2 separate regions of the Anas platyrhynchos genome follow, and region 2 is linked to region 1. A link is a contact called in public Hi-C data. All regions are on one chromosome and are shown on one strand. The core of a region is the stretch at or near the end of the contact, and the rest is flanking DNA. Distances in the headings are between cores, read along the strand shown. Region 1 overlaps LOC101795985 (6-phosphofructo-2-kinase/fructose-2,6-bisphosphatase 4). Region 2 overlaps PRKCD (protein kinase C delta).

Region 1 (7,044 bases), core at 1,481-3,980:
ACTGACTTTTTGGTCGTTCATAGCAAAGACATTTTCCATCCAGTAGTCATGTTACTTTTTTCCTCTGTCTTTCTCTTTCCCTCTTTATCTTTGTGCTTTACCACTTTCGCATCTTCATTTGGTTTGTTAGGTTCATGAAATCTGCTCTGATTTCACAGTGCCTAAAAGTGTTGTGAAAATAATAATAATAAAAAAAGATGTCTTAGAGCAGGTGTTAACATCATCTATGTTAAATAAGGCGGATCAAGTGAACATCTATAGTTTGTCTGATAAAATACCGGTGCTGAATTTACAACGTGCTAAAGTTTCTTGGGAATTGCTGTTGAAAATACCACTTCTCTAACTGAAGGCATTAATTTTGGGGGAAAGCTTGTAACATGTTTAGCAAACTGGCATGGGAGTGTAGTTGTGTTTCAGGTGCACGTAGGGGATCATACGGACAGTTGCACTGCAGTGCACACAAAGGCACAAAGCTGTTTGTTTAGAACAGAAATAGATTGACATAATGAATCAAAAAAAAACCAACACAGTGATGTTTTTAATAAAAATCCCCTGAACACCCTTCTCCCTGCCCCCAGAAAGATACCCGAAGCAGTGGAGTTACGGTGGTGATACGTTGTTCATTTAGGATAGCTGGATGGAGGGGCTGGTTGATTCTGTCTGCATTTAAACACTGCTCAGAGGGCTCTGAGAATTTCAAAAGCTTTCATTTACATAAGCTACTCAAATGGTAATTGTTTCTGTTAAATTAAATTTTCAAATACTCTATTGAAGTCAAAGCATTTAATTAAGTTTAGCATCACAGATAACGACATTGTTAAACAATGAAACTATTTGATTAAGAATTGCTTACTGTAGTGTTCTGTGCCCCCACAAGTAATTTGTAGTCCGTGTTTCAGGACAACGTGCTCCTTATCTGCTTCAGCTGAAAAGCCGTCTTTTCACACTGCAGGCAGAGTACTGGAGTACTTGTTTACAGTATGTGTAAACCTCGCTCTGTGAGGATGATTTGTCTCAAGTGGATTGAAGCTGTGCGTTTGTCAGCATTGTAGCAGCTTAAGTTCCTGACCTTTTCAAATGAAGGAGTCCAGTCTTTTTACTGAATATAAATCAGGGGAACTACTTGAGCTATTGCTTGGGTCCTCTCTTCGGGTTAGACAGCAAGTGCTGGGGTAAAACATCTACTTTGTGCTTCTGTCTTAGGTGGTAAGTGACAGAAAGGGATATTGCTCAGAGCAACAAATCCAAATCCTATTTTTCCTTTTTTTTTTGGGGGGGGTGAACTGAGGGAGGATTATTGAAAGCTGAGTTTGCTTACCACAGCGTCAAGCATGTCAGCGTGAAGCCTGAAGAATGTGTTAGCGGAACTGGCAGTGGTTTAGTCTAAAGCAGGCCAAATCCTAGATCAAAGTCTTAGAAAGACCTTCAGCCCAGTTTCTCATAATCTGCATTCTTGGTAGAACGGAGAATAGCAACTAAACAGCCTTCTGGATTTACGTGGGGTGGTACCATGGCAGGCCTGATTCCTGAGACTTGTTCTGCGTGGCCAGAGTCAAAGCTGTGCTGCCTAGCGTGATTTTTTTTTTTTTTTGGGGGGGGGGAGGGATATTTTGTTTAAAATAATTTGATGCACTGAACATCTTACTTTTTTTTCTCTCTCTCTCCCTACAACCTCTGCAAAATGAGGTGAGATCTAGTCAGTGCAATCAGTCTTGAGCCATGAAGGTGTCTGGGAAGAGGCAGGTATAACACATTGTTTATCACACAGTCAAAGTTAAAGCTTGGGAAGGAAGCACGTGGCATAGTTTAGCAAAGCACTGAAAGTTTGCTTATTTGGATAGAAGTGTACATGCTGGAGTATGTGTTTAAGTGGATTCCTGCCTGGGCCCATAAAAGACTTCCTCCTGAATGGGAATGACTTGAGCTTTTGGTGGCATCAGCATGGGATCAGTGATTACTGTACGTACATTTTCCTGCTGTCTGGGTCTGGGACACCAGCCAGCTCTCAGTCTGCTGCATTCTGGGGCGGGGGCATTAAAAATAAAAATCTCTGTTTTTCTGTAAATGCAGCTGTGTACTTGTGAAGGTGCAAGTGATTGGTGTTTTTGTTGGTCTTACTGCTGCGTGATAAATATTCTCCTCTGTATTTTTATTATTATACAGAATGTAGACATTTCCAGACCTCCTGAGGAAGCTCTTGTAACAGTCCCTGCTCATCAGTGAATCCCGTGTCCTGATCAACTATCGAACTTGGGGTGCTGTTTTCATCCTACTACTTCAAAATAAATTGAAAAGCAAATCATTCCAATCACTTTGAAATAAAACAAACAAAAAGCCCACAAAACCCACAAACCCAACAACTCAAAACCCAAAGTAAATCTTTGTACAGTGCATGGCTTGAAAAAATTATCAAATCACAATAAAACTGCATCGCCCTGGTTAATTTATTGCGGATGGGTTGTCAAACATTAATCGGCTGACACTGGAAAGCTGTTTTTGTAAACTGCTGTAATGCAAAGATCCTGCAGCATGAATTTTTAAAGCTACTGTAACAGCCAACAATCACTTGATGTTAGCTGAAGTGTGTTTGTGAAAACTGTGAAGCACGACATCATGCATGAGATACGAAAAAGCTGAAGTTTGTTTTCTAGGCACCATTATTATCTACTTCAGTGCCCTCGGGAGTGATTGGACTGCTCCGTAGCATAAAATAACAATCCATAGTTACTGTACAGCCTTAATCCTGCTGATCTGTAGCACTAGTGTTCTAGATGTGCTAATCAATGATGCGCTGTTTGGAAGAGGGCAGCAAGTTTTCTCTTAAGCTTGCAACAGTTACTGAAGGTACAGGAATGTGTAAAAGTGTTTTTAATATACGAATGACTTCCCTTAACAGCTGTTCTGCATTAACTGGGCTTCAGAGCTTGCCTGCTGGCAGAAGTAATTTTAAATTTCCTTTCAGTGAGGAACTAAGAAAAAGTAGGTGGTTTTTGTTCTGCTGAAATGCAAGGAGTGGATGAGTGCCTCGGTGCAACCAGTACTGGATCTGATAGTGCTGAATTTTACCCAGGGTGCAGTAAGAAGCATTGACTGTTTCACAAAGCAGAAGCAGCGTTAGGCAGATTATTTGCTCGCTAGGTTGTGACTTGCCTTGAAAGGCATGGAAACAGGAGGTTTTTCCACCCTCCAGCAGGCGCATGATCTCAAAACAGCAGGGTATGCATCCTAAACAGAATTACAACAAAACTTCTCCCATGCTGGAGGGACCGCAGCTTGTTTGCGATGTGGTGTCATGCCTTGGCTCCCTTCTCTGCGATGTTACGGTGGGCAAAATGAGATGGGCTGAGGCATTGTGCAATCGAAGCAGCTTTGTTTATGTAGCATTGAGGCTGGGGAAAGGCGGTAAATCACCGAGTCCTTGAGCTGTTTTCTGAGGGGGGTCTTTGTGTCTTGAGCATAAGCAAGAGTGGCATGTTGTGGAACGCTTTTATCTGCTGGGGAGGTTTCTCATACGGTATGTTTTTCCAGGACTGGGGTTTTGGAAAAAAGTGTTACGCATTTGCACTTCTGAAGTTACACTGCAATTTTCTGAGGTTTCTAGCATTCAGGAATGTCTAATATAACTAAAGAGCCCCTGGACGGAGGGCCTCCTGCTGTACCAGTTGATATTTAGTTAAAGCAGCATGGGCTTGGCCTGGGGGAATGGGAATTCTCTTTGTTGTGATTATGATGTAGGAGTTCTTGTCGCTTTTCTGTGTTTAATTGCTGCAGCCTCTTGGATATGCCATGGAGAAGGAGACCTGAGGCTGCTGTACCTGCTAGCACAGTTAATTAGGGAGCCCGATTGCTTCTTTCTGCCTGTTGAGGTGACATCCCTGAGAGGTCACAGGGACACGTTCCACAGGTGCTGGCAAACCACTCAGAGCTGGCTTGGATTGCTTTCACCTCCGTGGTTTGTGACTAAGGACATACTGTGCAATTTTAAGCTAAACACGTTCAATTTTGGGTTAAAACAAAATCCACACCAAACAAAACAAAAAAACCTCTTGCAGATGTGTATAATGGAGTAACATGGGGTTTAAAAGCAGTTTTGCCCTCTGAGGGGTCTCCTATTATGGCAGCATTGCTTAGTAGTCCTCCCTAAATTATTTTCTTAGTAAAAGAAAGGCCTAATGCTGAATGGGAAGGGACAGTGAGTTCTCTGTAGCTCACCAGGAGGAACCTGGCTGATAAGAGCACTTCTTTGCATGGTCCTCTTTATGCTTGTTCTTCATCTGGGGATGGTCCTTATTAACTTCATCTGTTTTGGCTTTCCTCGTGACTCCCGTGCGGTTCAGAACCCTCTTCCCTGGAGGAGCCCTTTATTGCAAAATCTTCTGGCTTTGTTGTGAGGATTGCATGTAGCAAATCAGAATGAAACTTGCAGACAGGACAGCCTGCCATTTTAATCTGTAGCACTTTGTTTCTGGGGGATGCTTTGTTCTGTAGGGGAAAAAAAGCACAAAACAAGGGAGAGTATGATGAGGAGAGGAGAAGCAGTGGTGTCGGAGTGTGTTTGAGTTGATGTGTTTGTGTTGAGCCTTTCCAGAGAGGACCCGGTGAGGTGCACCTTCTGGTGTCTCACCCAGCCAATTTGAGCTTTTTATCTTCTTTATGGATATTTTCGTGGTCTAAGAAACCTTGGCCTTTCTGAATCTTAAAAGAAATGTGCCTGATGGTGCTGGCTGACCTGATGTCATGTTCCAAGTCTGCGAGACCCCATTACGCCTTGGTAGAAGTAGCATTCGAAGCCAGGTGCCTGTCGTTTGGATTCCCCCTGCTGCATTTCCTGCGCTCCCCAGTACGCAGCAGCAGTGGTGCTGCTCCAGAACTGTAATTTTGTCCAAGTGTGTTTGGGTAAGGTGCTGCTGGATGGCTGTGGGGACACCTTTTGGTCCTAAAAGTAAGGCTAAAACCTCTGTGTCCTCTGTAAGCACGCTCGTCTCTCTCAGTCCACGTGGGAGCACAGTCCCAGCTGCCGTAATTAAACCTAACGTGATTGCTGTGGGTAGGAATCCACCTCCCATTCAAGGGGATGGTGGTCCCTTTTGAAGTCTCACTTGATCTGGTCTCGAGCTAGGTCCTTCTTTGTCTAATAAGCCCCGGGGTTTATTTATTAGGCTTTGTCCTACACAAGTTTTGTTTCTTCCACGTGGTGGAAGAAACAAAACGCTCTGCTTTGCTTCCACAGCCTTTCCCTTTTCGCCTACACTCTGGAGGACGTCTTGTTCCAGCTTTAACTGCATATCTGTGTTCCCTCTTGTGGCTGTCCCAGCCGCTAGGATGCTTCTTTTGTCTGACACACCTTATTTAACTCGATGAGAGGAATCTTTTGCCTTGACCACGTTGTTTCCTCTTAGTTTTGTGTTGTAGCTGTCTAGTTCTTGTTGCTTGTGGCCTTAATTTCCAGTACCTCTGGATTCCTGCATGTTGCTCCATTTCATGCTCCATTTAATTTTCTTTGAATCAACAGCAGATGCTCAGCTTAAAAGATGTTAGCCAATGTTCTCAGATTGCCTGTGGAGACATCTCCACAGTCTCAAGGAATTTCTGGGTATGTTGCATCAGTTACTAAGAAAATATGAACAAATAAAACAAATGCCAACACAGTGGTGTTTTTTTTTTTTTTTCCATTGTGGTCATGCAGAGTGTGACTTGTTCTGCCAGCTCCTCTTGTTCCTAGATGCCAATGCTGTCTCTGTATCCTTTGCTCTAGAAGGAATGCTGCCTGTGGAAGCGTCTTTCTGAAACAGGAGCATTGTTTGCTTTCCTCGGAGAGAGCAGTTGGAGAGTGGGGCAGGCAGCGTTTGTGTGTGCCCAGGCAGTTTTATGTGGTGTGCTTATGGTGGAAGATGGGCTGATTTACCAAGGGCAGAGAGGAAAGGGCTGACGTTAATACAGGAGAATCAGCGAGGGCAGAAATGACGTTGGCACACTTTAGCCCCGAATCAAATCAGGTACTACTCGTTTATCTTGTTTAGTTATGGAATGGCTGAAAATCCTAGAACCTGGGTTGGAGAGGGGAGTGGTTTGCTTTTCGTGGGGTAGTTTTGAGGGATGCAGTTGTGTGGCTGCAGGCTGGGAGCGGTACCGAGTCCCCCTCTCTGCATGAGGCTCTTCTTCTCGAGCTGGACTAGAGAGACTTGTTTTGAAAGTCAGCTCTACTCAATGTGGTTATAAAACCACTGGAACGTTACCTGATGTCAGGGAAACATGCTAATCTGCCCACATGTCCCAAAGTGCATTTAAACTTTATGTTACCAGCTCTTTAGGGAGTTACTCAGGGTTCCCAGTGAGATAGCTCCTTACAGACAGGACCAGAACAGCTTTCTGGCTGTCGATGTTGAGTCGTTCCTTGAAGCATGCTTGACACAAAGGAGAGGTGGCTTTCCCTCCCTCCAGATTTTGTCAGTTTTTGTCTGGTTTATGACTTTTGCTGTGTGGTTTAGTTTTTCTCTTACATTGTATGCGTGTCTGAAAGGCTAGAAGTGATTAGAAAAAATGATTAAAAACTGTGCTTATAACTTATTTTTTTAAATGTAACAGTGTGGTCTCCATATAGTGTGGAGAGACCTGGTGTGATATGTGTCTTAGAGATGCTATTTGAGAGAGCCTGTGTTGTGTCTCAACGAAGCACGTGGAGGCTGGGACGAAGTCAGAGCCTGGCTTCTGATTTCTAGTCTGTGCTGGGACCTTTTGTTTTGTTTTACAAGAGACGTTGAGGAAATAAGCATCAAAACTTGCTTAATTTTTGTTTTGTGTAATAGTTGTGTGTTGAGCCAAGCTGTGTCTGATCACGAGACTCGTGCTTTAAAGTCCTTTTTGTCTTTAAATTTGCAGAATGTAGGCGTGGACCGATCGAGAGAAGAAGCTCTGAGGACAGTACCTAACCATCTATAGCTGCAGTTCCTGGTGGCAGCAGCCCTTCCTCCACCACGACAGCGTTAAGTAGCAGCTCGGGTCCCTGAGAGCGGAGACGGCGTGCTGAACGCTGAGCAAGTTGGA
Region 2 (7,063 bases), core at 3,432-5,931, 58 kb after region 1:
CAGAGCTCTGTAAGAACTCAAGATTGTTTCCTCGGTGCTATCTGGTAGCTGAAATAAATGTTGTGGACCACACGGTGTGCAGACAGAAGTCAGCAACAGCCAACCCACGAAATAAAGTGGGGAGATGTAGATGCTTAGCAAATGACTCAAACATGTTTGGAAGCCAAAAGGGTAAAACAGCTTAGAAAACTGCATGACAACTGTGTCTAGAAGGGGGTTAGGAGAAGAAAAAAAAAGCAACAGGTGGGAGGGAAAGATGCAGAGGAACTTAACAATTATCACTTTTGTTGCTAGCTTTCTCCTGTATTTCCAAACAACAGGTCTTAATCATCCAGGGGACAGACTTTGATGGCCTGAATTTGGGGACATGGACAACACATCTAAGATCCATCACCACCAAACGAGCAGACTGCACGCAGTGAGTTCTGGATTACAGTAAGCAGAGATTTTAGTCTGCTTGCATTTTTCAACTGACAAGCCCTTAAGCATATCTTAGAAGAATTGTTTTCCTCTCATCACACCTCAGTTAGCAACCATCACTTCAGGATTTAAATACTACATTTTGCAAAGCTTAGAGACATAAATATTCCTGCTCAAGGAAGCTAGGGGAGTAGACAGGAACATGCAGTTTATTAAGAAACCATACTAAAGAACAAAGCACCATGACTGATACGATGTTTAAAATTTTTACCTGATAACTCCTAGTTCCACAACATAGGCCATTAAGCAGTGTGGAAAAAAACAAGAAACATTGTGCTACAACTTGGCAATCATGCACTCCACGATTTAAGGGAATAAATAACTCATGTGTTAAGTGTTTCGACCTTAAGATATTGCCAACATCATTTCTCATGCTCCTCAGAGGTGGCGACATCCCTGTCAGGATGCATTCCAGGGACCATGATTAGCTGCTTCACTTGAGCTCCTAAAGAAGTGCACGTCTTCTTAGGAGGAGGCGGATGCCAAGACATGCCAGGATTGGATGTGCTGGATGAAACAGCCCTGAAAAGGATCCCAGCTCTGCAGCAATTTAAGCAAAGCTGAATTGTATGGCCTTTAAGCTCACGGACAGGAGAGAAGGGATGTTCCTGCTGCACTAAGGGGAAGGATGGAAAGGAGTGGTCCTGAGGTGCAGACAGGGAGAGCCCCGAAGAACTGGAGCTGTTATGCCCCTGGTATGCCCCTTCTGGCACCAGACAGGCTCACTTTACTGTGCTCTGACACATTCATAGAAGGCACCAAACCGTAACACCCTAGCACACTGCTGCCCTAGGCAGCTACCATCAGTCACCAAGCCCAGTTAGGCAGGCTGCCTGCAGCCTTCAAGCCCTACATAAATCCCAGCATCTACAGGAGCAGGAGATACTTTGCCTTTGTTTTCTTCTTCATCTTTGTTCAAAGGAATGAGTGGAGAAGTTTATCTGTTGCCTTCATCGCTCATCTCCCTGGCTGCAAAAGTCTATTCATGGGAGTCTTCCCTGTCCAGCCTTGCTGTCCAAGCTCTGTTAAGATCCAAAACCTGCAACTGTGGCTTCTAGAAGCATTTCTAAGCAGGGGAAAATAACATAAGTTTTAGAAAAGCTTAGTAGATATAATGAAATATCTATACCTATATAAATCTCAAATCACTTTTGCTCACTTTTGCTGAGGCCTGAAGATTTCTATAAGGACTTAACACCTCTGGAACTTGACGTTAATTAAAGTCACTTCAGTTGATCCTGCTTTTTTGCTGGACACATTTTACATGCAGCCCATAAGGACTAGATTTTTAAAATAACAGCTTAAGTTCAAAGGTTCACAGCACTCCCATCTAGAAACGTGCCATTTGCTAAGGCAAGTTTAGATTTTTAGAGCCTGTAGTGTTGATGTCTTACAATGCTGGATGAAAACATTTTTGCGTGAAAAAATATTTAAAATAGAACCAAGTCATATTGAGGCTTTTTTGGAGGATGTGAGGAACATCACAGTGCTACAATCATTCTTCACATTTGTAGTCTGTTGCTGATGCAAAAAATCTGCAAGGACAAGCTAACTTCAGCAGCAGCTCCTTCTGCTGATCTTTTCCCCCCATAAATGCTCCATTTCAATATATGTTTGTTTTTTGGTTTTTGTTTTTGGTAAGGGTGACAGGGGGCTTTTCTTAGGAAAAAATTATATAACAGCAAACCATACATTACAGGATTTTTTAATCTCCCACTTGGTGCTGATTATTGTTTGAGCTATGGTATTTCATTAGATGGATCACTGGCTCATTTCCAAATGATAGTTCCTCTTTTGCCAGGAAGCCGAAGAAAGATTGTGCCTTCTGAGAAAATACCAGGCAACTTTTCTGGAAGCAGACTGACGCTTCACTGTTTCTATTCCACATGTATTATTTGAATATAACATAAATATTTCAGTGTGGCACCAGATAAAAATCTGAATACAAGCAGTTTAACCTCTACAAGCACATAGTTCTAACAGAACACTCCTCTTCCTTTGAAAATACATTTTTGAATGATGAGACAGTAAAAATATACTATAATGCAGAAGTAGTTAACAGGTAGTTCCCATGTTCTGTGCTCTTATATATACAGCTATGAATTAAGTTATGACCTCTGTCACCAAAATGATTCATTCAAAACAGCAATAATAGCCTGTGACATGCATTACAGGCATGACTGCTAGTAAACTCCGTTGAAGTTGCTTAACTTCTCTGATTGCTAGACTTGTTTTCAGTTACTTCGAACCATGCCTAAAACTAATCACCACATGAAAGTTCCACAGACTGGTTTTCTGCCTCAAAGGGACAGGGTGTTTTTAGAGTTTCACCCAAACCAACTCAGCTCTTTCTTAGGACAGGGCTAGACATCAGACGTCACCTGGGATGTCCTTTGAAGACACATGTATAATTAAAAACAAAAGAGGAGATTAGCATCTGAAATAATGAGAAATTTAGTTTTCCTGTAGCAGCTTCCCTCCTTTAAAAGGAGGATGATTCCATGTCTCAACGACATGCCGACTGACTTGAGTTTTTGCAAAGAATATAAAAAACAAACAAACAAGAAAATTACTATATTCAGAGCACAGTTTAAGCAAATACAAATAAAAAAAATAATCACAGAGAATTAAAGGATGAGAACAAAACCCACCCAGGCACCTGCAGCCTTTATACACTAAGGCAGGAGGTACCATAAAAGCTACAGCCTGCACCATGAACATATCCAGAAGGTGGTCCAGATGCAGTTCACATATTAACCTTCATTTGGGCATTGGCCAACATTTCATAAACTCATTTTTCTAGCAAGTGATGGGAGTCGTAACCAATATACATACACTGGCTGGAGTTGGCCTCATTTTGACCCAGTGGGTCCTGCCAACGAACCATGAAATAAAAGGACCTGTTCTACCAAAGGGCAGGAGGACAGAATTTTTTTCACATTGTATTCCTTGTTCCCAGTGACCTTGTTAGGCAATTATCTTCCTTTATATGCGGAAATCTGGAAGCTTGCCACTTCAAATAGCTGCATAATAGATGAAATAGTTTGTCTGCCAAGAGCACTCACCCATCATACCTGTCTTTCACACTTGGCAAGGATTTCTTTCTTTCTTCTAAAACTCTTGGATATAGGCTGCATTTAACTGTGCTCAAGCAAGACAGAAACAATCACATCATCAGCTTTGGATTTTTCCTTGAATACATGAGGTATCAGATGAGTAATGTGCTAACCCAACAAGCCACCAGGTTTGTCTCTCTCAGCACAACAATCTTTACTTCCTGCCTGTTCCTAGTACAGCCTAACTGCAAAAATTTAACCTAGCCTATGTAATTCAAATAATAAAGAACAAGATAAAAATTCCACAGACTCAGTGTTTACCTCTTTTTCTCTTTTTTCTTTGGTAGTATCTTCTCAGACATACGAGTTTTCTTTTAGATAGCCTACAACTTTTGAGACCCAGGCTTTGGTAAGTCTAAGTCACGCTGACAGAGCCCATTCAGGAAGCAGACGCAGTGCGTGCACCTGCCAGGAAATAATAGCTGACAACTGAGCAAAACCAAGAAGAATCCATCTAAATGAGCCTTGTAGCTTGAAAACTTTTCCTGCTTTTCCAGATAAACTGGGCACAGCCAAAGGAGACGAGCTTTCCACACTGTAAATGGAGCAACAATCAATATGAACTGCTTGTTCCTCATTCTCTCGAGCACTCGCACTTTAGTCAAGAGCAATTATTTGAAATAGTGCATGTGGCTCTTGACAAAGAGGCACAAGCTTCTTGCAAGTGCTATAGCTTTATTGCACCAAGTCTCCTGAACTTGGACAAATACAATAGGAACAACGGAAAACAAGTGGGAGAGCAGACAAAAGAGGAACCTTTATGTTTTATAAGGGGGGTCTTCTCTTGGTCACAAAGAGCAAGCCCAGAGGAAGAGTTCAAAATGATGAAACCTTCACCTTCATAGAGAAGAGTTAGGATTTCGCCATAGATGCAACTTTGCAAAATGAAGTAAAGCGAGCACTCCTTCAACAGAGATCTTTCTGTTCTGTAGGAAGTTATATTAGCCCCTGAGAACAGTCAGGAGCTTGAATGCTTCCACAAGTACTGGGGAAGAAAAAAAATACTAAAAAAACACAGTTCAAAGCCCGTCATTAAGTTTCAGCCAAAGTCTGGAGCCATAACAAATGCTTTGTAATCTGAAAAAGATTAGAAGGCTGCCATGTTAGGGTGTTCCTGTGAGTGGGAGATAAACGAGAACATGTTAAAGGTCCAAAGTATACCAGCTGAATAAAACCTAATTTGTTATATACTCCACGATGACACCCTGCCCGATGAGCTTTATTGGAAAAAGCACATTGAGTCCAGCCAACATTTCCCTGAACAGGAAAACCCCTGCCCTGCATATCAACAGCAAGAGAAGCCAAAGAGCGTAACAAAGATCCTTTCAAGCACAGGAAAATCTAACTAAGAAGGACAAAACAGCCACTGTGAAAGAACCAAAACTTCCATACCCCAAAATGTTTTGAAAGGTGGGGTTTTATAGAAACACATTACTTTATTTGTATACCCTTACACCTGACACTAATGTCATACCAGTTCTTTTAAAATATTTCACTAAACAAAACTATCAGGAGCTGCCACAAATTCAAGGCAGGGAACTGTACACACTTGCAGACTTGTTTGGTCGCAATGCAGTTGCTCCATATTTCACACCAAGTATCCAGAGCTCTGTTGATTATCCAAAGAATTTTCCTTTTTTTTTTTTCTGAAAAGGAAAAAGCCTCAATCTATAAGCTACTTCTGCGTATCAGCTCACTGTGCTGCTGCCTGCGTTGATAGCTGATGAAAATATACCCACTGAAAAAGTTATTGCATAACTTCAGCAGTTAAAAGAAAAAAAATATAATTTTCTTCTTTGAAGAGATTCATACAAGCAAACTAATTACTGTGACAGATCCTGGAAACATCAGATTGCAAACTGCAGGGGACCTTACAGTAACACACAACAGATTCAATTCAGAAGAAAGGAGAAAAAAAGAAGTGGGAAAGCACCCAAACATCCTCATCCCTGCTGGCTGCCTTGAGAGACTTTGTTCCGGGCAAAATGCACCTTTTTGATCACATCACATTTTTCCTCCAGAGTTTTATAAACCACTGCTGAATAAATTAGATACACATTTTCTGAGACCATCAAATAGTGTTTTCTCCAAAATTTGGACACATGTAAAACCAGCAGTTCCTTATAGCAAATTAAGGGTAAAGATAACAATGATCTCAAATATTCATTAAATTGCAGTATACTGCATCCTGCTAGCATGTCTGCTGGAATTGGTTATTTGTTTTAATAATGAACTCTTGGTGGAAAAGTAAAGTTTCCTAGGAACTCACATGAATTGCCATGAGTCTGTGGAAGGAAAAAAATGTCAGAGAAAATCAAAGTAACCCAGAAAAGCTTTGGACTGTTTGCTACTTACATACTATTTAATCACAGAAATTACGCTACTATGTGTCACAGAAACCAGAGGGCAAAGAAAAGAGCAAGGTGAATGACAGAAAAACAAGGCTTTTTGGAGTTTCTTGATTTACAGGTTTCACTGCAAATCTTCTTTGTAAAAAATGTCATTTAGAGACAAAAATACTGAACAGCAGCTGGAGCTTCGGCAAAGCACAGGACAAAAAAATGGATCCTAGGAATACAAAATGAAAAATGAAAGGACAGTTTGAAAGAATTCTGTGAAATATGACCTATTAAAATTGATGTCACCAGAAGGTCATGTGAAAATCAGTTTGGAAAAAGCACAAAATTTGACGTCTCTAATTTCTCTCATGCTTAAAGCAGTATCAAAATTATGTTTTGAACTCATCAATTTCAATAACAATGTAATTTTGTTTGTTTCTTCTTCTTTCTCAACAAGTGTCCCCCAACAGGTGCAACGCTACTGCTTCAAACACTTGCAACAGGAGAAAATGCTCACCTTCTTTGACACTTAAATCAAACAGGCTGTTTGGCTAAAGCCTGGGAACCTCCATCGCTGAACCACAAGCTTAGAGCATGAAGTAAGGCATAAATAAACCTTTATGTTCAATGCCAATGAGAGCGCTATTATGCCAGCTAAATTATGACCATACTGGGATCTTAGTTTTCACATCTGGTGCAACATAAAAACTGGTTTAACTGCTTTCAATCTGTTTTTCCTCAAATATTGTTCAAAGACTGGTGAACCCAAGTAATTCAAGTCACTATCTAACTCCTTCCTGATATGCTGGGCTGTACAGCACTCGAGTATGCGTAGGCAAACTGCAGTCCAACAGCATTAGATAAACTTGGTCGTTTTTGCGATAGAAAAAGCCTCCAGGCAGAGCAAAGTGCAGAGGTTTCTGGCTTTTGCATGGGTCATGAAATAAAACAGCATTTTGCTTTCCCTGATGGGCCACTTCTAGCACTCTTGGCACCAGATGTAACTAAAAGGATGAGGTTCATCTCTTACTGGTGCAGCCGCAAGCCCCATACACTGCTGCAACATCCCCCAAGCACCGTGGCAGCCTCATCACTGCTGCCCCTTTGGTCCCCTCTGCTGACCTGTAA

What was found. Hi-C and Micro-C count contacts between places; a contact is called where the count stands out from the background.
Region 2: a contact with region 1 is called in a Hi-C map of F5 follicle, with 4 times the contacts expected there. The contact joins two enhancer-like sites. A contact is called at or near these places in 3 of 8 Hi-C or Micro-C datasets (F1 follicle, F5 follicle and subcutaneous adipose tissue).

Annotation. Positions count from the first base shown.
Region 1 is chr13:14,065,316-14,072,359 of IASCAAS_PekinDuck_T2T, forward strand. It overlaps LOC101795985 (6-phosphofructo-2-kinase/fructose-2,6-bisphosphatase 4), which reads left to right. Exons shown (of 14, transcript XM_072044519.1): 14 at 6,880-7,044. The coding sequence ends at 6,939. Among named protein-coding and RNA genes, the nearest start is that of HYAL1, 52 kb to the left of the region's middle. Within about 2 kb of position 2,731, at least 4 of the 8 cell types and tissues checked have an H3K27ac peak or open chromatin away from gene starts, as enhancers often do. A contact at or near this core is called in F1 follicle and F5 follicle, where this site is marked.
Region 2 is chr13:14,121,855-14,128,917 of IASCAAS_PekinDuck_T2T, forward strand. The region is part of intron 1 of PRKCD (protein kinase C delta); the gene reads right to left. Among named protein-coding and RNA genes, the nearest start is that of PRKCD, 16 kb to the right of the region's middle. Within about 2 kb of position 4,682, at least 4 of the 8 cell types and tissues checked have an H3K27ac peak or open chromatin away from gene starts, as enhancers often do. A contact at or near this core is called in F1 follicle and F5 follicle, where this site is marked.